Linked DNA regions of Gossypium hirsutum: region 1 is linked to region 2. The links are chromatin contacts, called in public Hi-C maps. All regions are on one chromosome and are shown on one strand. Each heading gives the region's core, a stretch centred on a gene start, on an enhancer-like site or on the middle of the called end of the contact. The rest is flanking DNA. Distances are from core to core; before and after follow the strand shown. Region 1 has its middle 9.3 kb from the start of LOC121206502. Region 2 holds the start of LOC107888626.

Region 1 (5,146 bases), core at 2,314-4,813, 39 kb before region 2:
AAGGAGGAGTGTTGCAAGATGACCGTTAATGCAAAGTTGGAGAACACTTCAACTTTGGTGGACTAAAAAATATGAACAGGATTTAAAAAGATTACTTACAAGTCAAGTCAAACAAAATATATTTTCTTTCTAGAAGATTTAGTATTTATTAAGATGATATATTTAGCATTTATTAGTATAAAAAACTTTGTTATTTCTTTCCATATTTAGGAGTTTTTTTAATTATAAATACTCTTATCACATTGTTCTAAATAGATGAGTGAAAAAACTTGAGTAGACAATTTTGTTGCAAAATTTATCTTTTCTTCTCTACAATTCTTTCTTTCTTAGTATTGAAATTCCAACAGTAACTCTCTTGAATCTCCAAATTGATAACACCAAAATCCTTTCAAGAGTCTTTAGACAGTCAAACAATCGGCTCCTGTTTTTTCATAGCAAATCTATTGAGAATATCCTTATATGACCTCGTCTCCTTACCAACATCCACATGAACAGACTTTCAATCATCTCTCACAACATAACTCATTTCAGGCTCAATTTTCTTGACATGGAAACTTGAACAACAAAACTATCAATCTTCCTACCATTACCCTCTGTTATCACCCTCCTAAGTTTAGATTCAAATTTGGAACCTAACGAAAGCAAAAGTGCAATATCTATGAAGCCTCTTACAATTATCATACACCACATCGACATCGGGGGCATTATCATATTGATTGAAAGCCTACCAAAGAGCTGAACAGATACTCTCTTGCTCAGATTATCCAATTATATTCTGAACTTAAACCTGTAACTTAGATTTTTTTTTTTTTGCTCAGCAAGATATTAATATTATTAATATCAATATAAAAAGAACATTGCCTTATAAAAAGATCCCAAAATGAGCATGGAAAACTTAAAATAAGAAAAAACAAAGAAACAAGTTCGGAAAAAAGAAAAGCAGTCAGGTCCAGTTTTAGCAAGCTCATCAATGAAGTCATTCCTTCATGCCACCAGCTTAATCATCGTAATTTCACTAAGTAGCTGATCAATGTATTCACCACCTCCCAAAGCTGAAAAATAGAACTCAACCATAAGCTCTTACAAACATAAATCATTGCAGCAAAAGCATTCCAAAGGGAAAAATGAAAAACAACAACCCATTACTCCAATCATAACCACACCCTTTCATACCAAACCATTCCATTGAATTAATTAGGGGCGCAAATTAGAAGTCGAAATTAAATTGTAATTTTTACGATAATAAAAATATAATCTTTAAATGATTAAATCAAAATTTTATTATTTTTAGAGGGTTAAAGTGTACTTTTAATTTTATTAATTTAAAATTTCAAAAATTTTAAAAGACTTAAATGAAAATTTTTTTATTTTAAGTAGCCGACTCCTAGAATCAATTGATTTTTTTTTTGAATAAATCCTTGAACTCTTAAAAAGACACAATTTGGTATTGATGTCGAGAACCACAATCTTATTAATTAGTCATGCACCAATCACAAGAAGAAAAATTTAAAAAGTAATTTATTCAACATGTTAAGAAAATTTTAATATTTAAACAATTTATTTAAAGTTATTGATCCACAAACCAACTCACACATTAACTTATATTCATACCTGATTTTGAAAATTATCATAAATTTATTTTTTATAATTAATAAGATTTAATTGTAAATTAATTTTTACCTTAATTAACTTAAATTTTATAAAGAAAATTAGAAACCCAGCGAAAGCAGGGCTCAAAACTAGTTTTCCATAATTTGCTTGGGTACTATTAATATAAATAGAGATAAATATTAAAATTATATATGAATTTTGATCTAATATGTAATTGTATATATGAATTTTAATTTGATATAATTATACACGTGAAACTCTAATTATGGTTCAAATATATACTTGAAATTTTAATTTTCATGTACATTTAAAGAAATAAATACATCAATTTATTTTTGTATTGAATAAATATAATTATTTATGTATGCAATATATAAACATAAAATGATGTTATATTAATAATTGTGTTAATAATTTATAAGAATTGGATCAAATCAAAATTTCATTATAAAATTACACAAATCAAAGTTAATATATACAATTGCATATTAAACCATAATCCATGTATAGCTTTGAGATTTATCCCTTATTATAAATCATGTTATTTATCATATAATACTATTTTATAATTATTTTTTTAATTATAAAGTTTATCAAATGTTATTGATAAATTACAATGATAATGATTAGACCATTCCACTATTAAAATTATCAATTTGAGCACTAATATTAATAATATAAAAAATTTAGGTCACCTAATTATTAGAGACTAAAGATTGTGAATTAATGTTAGTACTAGACCTGCCCATGGGCCGGGTTGAAGACTTGTCCGAAAAGTAGAAGGGTTTGGGTAAAAATATAGGCTTGAAAAATGAATTTGGGCAAAGAATAAAGCCCGTTTTCTAAACGGGCCGAGCCTTAGGTAAGTTTTTTTGCCTAGTCCGGGTATGAATACAAAAAAAATCAATTTTTTTTACTGTTATTTGCTATTTTTTTTCTTGCTATTTTCTTGTTGTTTTTTTCACTATTTTGCTACAATTTCACAATTATGTTACTACTATTTTGTTGTTATTATTTGAATATTGTATAATCTTGTTTTATTGTTAATTTTGTTGTTATTTTTCACATTTGCTTGTTAAATTGTATTTATTTTAGTGTTGTTTAAGTATATATATATTTATTTTTAATTTGTTGTGAAACATTTATTTTAATGTTTTTAGTATTTATGGTGTATTATATATATATTTTTAAAATTATATAAAAAATTAATACGAGTTGAGTTTAGTCAAAATTTTAAGATAATTTTTCGGGCCAATCTAGGCCGACTCATAGACACATTTAGTTAGTACCATACATAATATATATTAGATGATATATAGTGTTATCAATTCTTTCAATATATAAAAAATAATTTTTATAATTAAGATTAAAATGACAAATTTTATAAATATTAAAGATTAAATTTGTTAATTTTTTTAGATTTAGCTTCTGTTATCTGTTGTAACTGACTAAATTCAGTATCTTTGGACTCTTTTTATTCTAATAAGTTATCATTTTGAAAGAGCAGAAAAATAAAATGAATACTAGTTATGTTCATCCAGAGACTCATAATTTTGGTTACATATTGCAATGACCCAGCAGATGGATGGGTTATCTCTGTAAGAGGTACACAATCTACTCGGGTTTAGTTTGAAAATTTTTTTTTACAGTAATCCTTGATTTCAGCGGTCAGTGACTAATAAAAAAGAAATAATTGTATAAAATTATAATTTCACTTTATTTTTATATATTTTTTCAATAGAAAAATTTTCAATAAAAAAATACAAATCAAAATTTTCATTAATTAATAATTCAAAATTTTGAACCTTCAACTAAAATTTAAGAAGTAATGACTATAAAAGTCTATAATCAGCGGAGCAGTTTTGACTTCACTTTGGCCCACCATCTTTTGGGGGTGTCTCTAGGAATGGAGAAATTCTGCTTGAGGACAGTAGTGGCTTCCGCGTGGGTCATAGGCTTCTTATGGCGAACCGTAACACTGAGCCCAAACCAAAAGATAGAGGAAGATCTTGACTTCGAAAGCAATAAATTTGATCCATATTGGGTTAATTGATTAGCCGGGAAATCACTAACCATTATTATTATCACAGCCTATAAAAAAAATTAAGCTTAAAGATGGCCTCACCTTTTTGTTGCACTACCCGTGTTCTTTCTTATGTTTCGATTGCACTCGTGGTCACCATTTTTCCAACTTTGGGTACTGGTTCTACCAGATTAGTCACAACATCCGAGCTAGAAATGGAAGCAAAAGCTATCCTTCATTTAGGTTGGTGGAGTTGGCACAGCAATGACACTCACAAACGTTGCAGCTGGGTAGGTATATCATGCAATGAAGCTGGGAGCATCACCAGCATTGATTGTTCACGGTTTGCGGTTAGTGGAAGCATCTCGCCTCAAATATGTGCTTTATCTTCTCTCGAGCACCTTGATCTTTCTTACAATAATATAATAGGTGAGTTACCTCAATCCCTTGGAAAACTTACACGTTTAAAAGGGCTCAATCTTTCCAGAAACTTTGTTGAAGGTTCTATCCCTTCAGGCTGTGGAAACTTGGAAAGTTTGAAGCTGTTGGACCTATCGCATAATAGAATTACTGGCCCTATCCCTTCTACCTTGGGCAACTTAACCACTTTAAAAATGTTGAACCTATCCAAAAACCAAATTAGTGGTCCTTTCCCTTCTACCTTAGGCAAATTAACCAATTTAAAACAGTTGGACTTATCCTTTAATCAAATCACTGGGGTAATTCCTCGTGAAATTGGAAACCTAAAGGATTTGTGTGAATTGAATCTAAGTAAAAACAAGCTCAATGGTTCGATCCCTTTGTCAATATTTAATTTATCCAGATTGAGCATTCTCTATCTTGATTCCAATCTTTTAGAAGGTCCCTTACCACAAGAAATGAAGAATTTGAAAGCTTTAATTTCCTTGACCTCTCCAGTAACAATTTGATTGTTCCTATTCCATCTCAAATTGGAAATTGCTCAAACTTACAAGAATTGTCTTTGAGTAACAATCATATAACTGGAAGCATTCCCTTTGAAGTCTTCAGTTGCCCTCATTATACTCTTGATCTCAGTCATAACTTCATCGAGGGAGAAATACCGCATCAATTTGATAACGATCTTTACTTTCAGGTTTTGGATCTTAGCCACAACAATCTAACAGGCATGATTCCTGCATATTTGTGGGTGTCGTATGTGCTCAATCTGTCCTATAATTCTCTAGACGGTCCTATACCAGGGCATTTGAGTGAATTTTCATCTGATTCATTTTGGGGAAACAAGTATTTATGTGGAAACATACGAGGTTTCTCTCCTTGCCCTTCTACATCAAGCAACAAGTTAAAAATTGTTGAAATCATTCTTCCCGTTCTCTGTTTTTTGGCCTTCTTGGCTTTAGGAGTCTTACTCTTCCTTAGATCCAGAGCAAAAGATAACATTCCTGAACCAAATGTCACAAAAAATGGAGATTTATTCTCAATCTTGAACTTTGACGGAAGAATTGCATTTGAAGATATCATTGAGGCGACCAA
Region 2 (4,991 bases), core at 1,126-3,625:
TAAAAATAAAATATGTATGAATATATGCGTAGTTTCAAAGAAAGGAATAAAACAAAATCAACAACCTTTCGTGTTCGCTATTTGTTGCCTTGTTTATGTGCTTGAATCTGGTTTTTGATATTGTGAAGACTGTTTTTGTACTCTAGAAATTTACTGCTTTGTATTGATAAAAACAACCGACCCTTTTACAAAGTTTAAAATCAGCTTTTATAGCCATTGTACAAAAATCTCTTTCTACTTTCTGTCTTTTCGTTTTAATTGCTTGCAGGTGCTGTGGCGGTGGAGGTGACTCGAGTTGGTGGCCGGTGCTGCAGTGAGCAGGTGGTGGCAGAGGCAAGTGGCCGAATGGGACAAGGTGGCTAGGGTTTCAGCTTTTCTGAAACCCTAGTTTGTCTAATGGGCTAGGTTAATTTTAGGTTTTGGGCTTTTGGATAGTTGGGCTGATGTTTGGGTTTAAAATGTTGTAAACGAGTTTGGGTTTTGTGGGTTTAGTTGTAATGTATTTGGGCTGAAAGGTTGGGGTTTAAGTGTGGGTTGCTGTTGGGGTTTTGGTTTGTAAGGGTTTTAGGTATTTTGGGTAGGTGTTTGGTTTAAATGGGTTTTGTAAAATGTAAATGGGCCATTCGGGTTGAAGTTGTAAATGGGGCAAAATTGGGCTATAACATTGTTTATATTGATTAAGTTCTTTCTTATGTTTGGATTGCATTCTTGGTTGCCATTGTTCCAACTTTGGGTATTGGTTCAACCAGATTGGCCACAACATCCTCCCTGTTGGTTTTTTAGTCTAAGAAAGAGAAGATGGACAGATCAAATTTTAGCAATGAAATGTGATTTGCTATATTTTTCAATTTTTCAATACATAATTTACATACAAAGATGACTTTAAATAGGAAAATTTTCCAACTAGAAGTTGACAAGTTTAAGTACATGAGATTTACTCCATTGGCTGATTTCTATCTAGTCAGCGCTTAAATTATCCTATCAAAATGAAGATAAATAATTTGACAACTTTTTCTAGCAAGTTATAATTTGACAACTTTTTCTAACAAGTTGACAACTTGCTAACTTGTATCATAAGCTTTGGGATAGTCTGTCAATAGTTGTTCGTCAAATAGTTCATCAGTTGACAGTCCACCATTTTTCTTGTAGTACTTTAGCTTGTCTTTTGGTTTGTTCGCCACTTTGGCTTATTCTTTGGCTTGTCCGTCACTTTGGTTTACATTTTTGGTTTGCACTTTTGGTTTGCACATTTGTATCTCGTCAATTGAGAGAGTTGTTGCATGGATGGCTATCTCACAATACTCCTCCTTAGCCTCCATACAGCGAACACCAATTTCATTTCTCAAACTTCGTTTTTCCAAGAGGCTTGGTCAGAATGTTCGTCAGTTGATTCTCTGTGCAACAATGAATTAAAATTACTTCTTCGCTCTGTTCAACTTCTCTCACAAAATGATACTTAATCTTGAAATGTTTTGTCTTTCCATAAAAGACAAAGTTCTTCACAATTACAACGGCGAATTGATTATCATAGTAAATTTGCATTGCTTTAACCAAAATTCATAAATCTTAATATATGTTTGGTTGATTGTAATAGAATTGAGCAAGAATGAAATAATTATAGTTTAATGAAATAATGGAGAGATAATAAAATATTATGTTATTTAGTTGATTGAATCGGACAGACATGTAATATTATTACTTTAAGTAAAATAATATCATAAAATAGGTTAAAAATAAACAAAAATTGACAAATTTAACCTTAAATTAAAAGTAATTATTATTTTTGTATTATTAATTAATATCTTACTATTTTTTGAATGCATTATATAACTTATGAATTATTTTTATACTTATAATAAAATTATATTAAAATAATATTTACAAATATTTGTAATAATTAATATTTAACCGTAAATTTTATAATATAAATAAAATATCATGTCCTTTTTTTTGTGAAAAAACAAAACAACTTAAAAATCAAACACTAAACAAAAGACATCTGTGTGGACTCCTTTATCAACCGTAAATCGGTTCTTCTATCCTTTACTGCCTTAATGATCTTGTCTGCAAGTTTATTGTCCTCTCTAGAGATATGTAGAATAATCCCGTGGGTAAGAAGCTTCAATACCGTATAGATTTTTCTTTCCAAAACTAGAGTTTCCGTAAACGTCATCCTTAATTATGTTAATAGCTTCAATGCTTATTTATTATTAAGAAGCATATGAATCATTGCTTTTATTTTTATTTTTATTTTTTGCGTTATTTAGCAAGTTGATTTAAAATTTGAAATATGAAAATTAAAACGATTCAATTTTAAATATGTAAAAGGAAAAGTTAAAAAATAGTTTACCCAAAAAGTGACAGGGACTGAAGAGAAAATTTCTCCTTTTCCCTTCCGCTCTTTTTCACGCGAAGGTCCCAGATGGGTTTTGGTTCCTTTATTATTTTTGACTCTTTACTCTCCTCCATTTGCTCTAGAGGCCGCCTTTACTCCACTATCCAGTCAGCCATCGCCGACGTCCCTCGGGCCAACTGATACCACCGGAGTGCAGCTCTCTTCCTCTTCAATCTATTTTTCGGCTTAAAGTCTCTCTCACTCTCACCGTTGCCGCTGACATCGTAATGATTTTTCGTGGCGATCTTCTCAGTACTTAACTGTATCTACTCTATCGCTTTGTGATTTATATTTGGCTCTCATTTCCGATTTTGAGTAGAGCTCTCTTTGCTTTTTGTTAGCTTCGTCTTATTGAAAATCATCTCTAAAAAAGTACTAATCGATCTATCTTTTGCTACTTTCCTTTTCTTTTAGTGATTGATTCAACAACCACTGCAATCAAGATTTCATCTGACATTTACATTGTTCATAACGAATATTCTTGGAATGATTTAGTTCTTAATCCGTTTTTATTCTCATTTTCTAGGTTTCATCTGTTTGATTTCTTCAATTTTGTTATTTACTGAAGCTGATAGTGTTCGCTTTTCTCTTTTGACAATTTATTCGTTTTTCTCTGTTTCTCTTTTGACAATTTTAAGCTAAGACTGTCTAAGAAGGGGGAACTTCTCGCTGTATCAAATTTTAATGTTCTATGTTTGTAATTCAGTATTAGGGTTTAGTTGTTTTTCCCTCCAATTTTTTGCATTTTGTATTGTGCTGTTTTGGGTTTCATGATCATACTGGAGATTGTCATGATTCGTGTATGCATAGATGTTTTCTTTTTCATACTGCTAGGTGTTTGCATTCATCAGTAAGGATTGGGTAGATATTCTTTAAAATAGTTTTGAATGGAGCTCATCGATGAACTTAGTTGGGATTGTTTGTGTGCTGGTGGGTATTATTTGCAAATGGAATTTGATAGAAAATTTCAAGTAGACCCAAGGTATCTCTATATATCATCTGAATGGGAAGTTTTTGTGTGATTACTGATATATTCATCTGTGTTACCTAGGCTTATAGCATGTTTACATGAAGGGAAATTGAGTTGTAATCTTTTAAGTGAACAGGTTCTAGGTTTTGGCTATTTCGACGTTTTAGGTTGATTTGTTGTTCTACTATTCTCAATTGTTTGAAAAGCTATGTTGGTTTCTGCTTTCAGTTGCATTATTTGCTTTTAAGTTGCTTCTCTTGTTTTTAGCCTGTAGTTATAAAATCTATTTTATATATATGCTTGGCCTATTTGGATGTAACAGTGAATAAGAAAGAAAGCACTAAGAAGAAGAAGAAGCCATGGGAAGCACAAGTATTGCTACTTTCGACTGGTTGATGTGATAATGTTGTTTTATAATTGGTGGTTGTGAGGTCCAGTTTTTTAGATATATCATAGTAAAAGATTTGGCCAACTGATGAAGGCTTTTAAAGTTGTTCAAAATGTTCTCCAAGGCTCAAAGTATTGTGAAACAAACCTAAATGGTGCTCTGCATTTTAATGCAATGTTATATCACTGCACAAGGGATTCCGACAAAGAGGTCTTACCTCATGAATGGTACGAAAAGGCGTTTTCAAAGTTGACAAGATTGGCCCACTTGTTAAAAGATGTGGATTCAGTTGATGGACGTCTTGTGAATGCAAATGACAATTCGATCATCATCAGTGATCGAATTGAACATAGAATGAATGCTTTCAAGTCACTTGTAAGAGTCTTTATTGGGTCCCCATCAGTTCAACAAATGCTAAAGAAAAAAATATCTTCATTTGACTGTTTTGGTAAACCTAGTGAAAGGGAGCCCATGATTGTGAATTCATTAACCTTAGTGAGCAATGTTTTGAATGTTACAGCTCAACAGAGGAAGTTGGTGCGTCTAACAATATGTCCTCAGGTTACACAACACAGGATATGGATGGGTGCCCTTGAGAAAATATTGAATGAACTGAAATTGGAGATTGATTTATTGAATTTCCAACTCCCAAGTAAAGGAACTAAGATGGGTAAGCAGATAGTTTCTAGCTGCCTTAAGTTCTTGGATGAGTCTGCTGTTTCTTATGACTTTGATTCTGCTTCATGGATTCGACTTTCGCCTGCAAAAGTTGTTGACTCTCCTCACAAATGGGAGGATGTTCTTGAGATGTTTACTGATCTCATTAATTGCTTGAAGAGTGAGAAGGAATGGCTTTATCATTTGAAAACGATTGAGGTGATGAAAGAAGGTGTGTCTCAGATTAGGGATGTGTTAGTTGATAACAGTATTGGGTATAAGGATTCTAGGCACCAAGAAAGCCTTGTACAAAGGAAGCTATCTAAGACATTGGGACACTCGTCACGGTGCTTGTTCACACTTTTATTGTATTACCTCTACGGGCAGGTTAGAGATCTTGAAGTGGATTTGTGTGGAGCAATGTATGGCAACGGTATTGAGAATAGGTTTACCTTGTGCATCGGAAGAGTTCTGACTTCAAATGAGGAGAAGATGGTTTGGAGTGGGGTTAAGCAGTTGGATAGGGCTCTGGGGTTATTCAAGTTTTTATGGGAAACAGCAGGTATGAAAGGGAATCTGGA

What was found. Hi-C and Micro-C count contacts between places; a contact is called where the count stands out from the background.
Region 1: a Hi-C map of leaf shows a contact between it and region 2, with 2.9 times the contacts expected there. The contact joins the enhancer-like site here to the promoter of LOC107888626 in region 2. A contact is called at or near these places in 8 of 34 Hi-C or Micro-C datasets (anther, callus, fibers and 3 more).

The regions. Positions count from the first base shown.
Region 1 is chrA09:6,234,973-6,240,118 of Gossypium_hirsutum_v2.1, reverse strand. It overlaps the pseudogene LOC107888627. Among protein-coding and RNA genes, the nearest start is that of LOC121206502, 9.3 kb to the left of the region's middle. Within about 2 kb of position 3,563, at least 6 of the 9 cell types and tissues checked have an H3K27ac peak or open chromatin away from gene starts, as enhancers often do. A contact at or near this core is called in fibers and leaf, where this site is marked.
Region 2 is chrA09:6,195,249-6,200,239 of Gossypium_hirsutum_v2.1, reverse strand. LOC107888626 reads left to right here and starts at 2,375. Exons shown (of 4, transcript XR_005901535.1): 1 at 2,375-2,619; 2 at 3,688-4,991.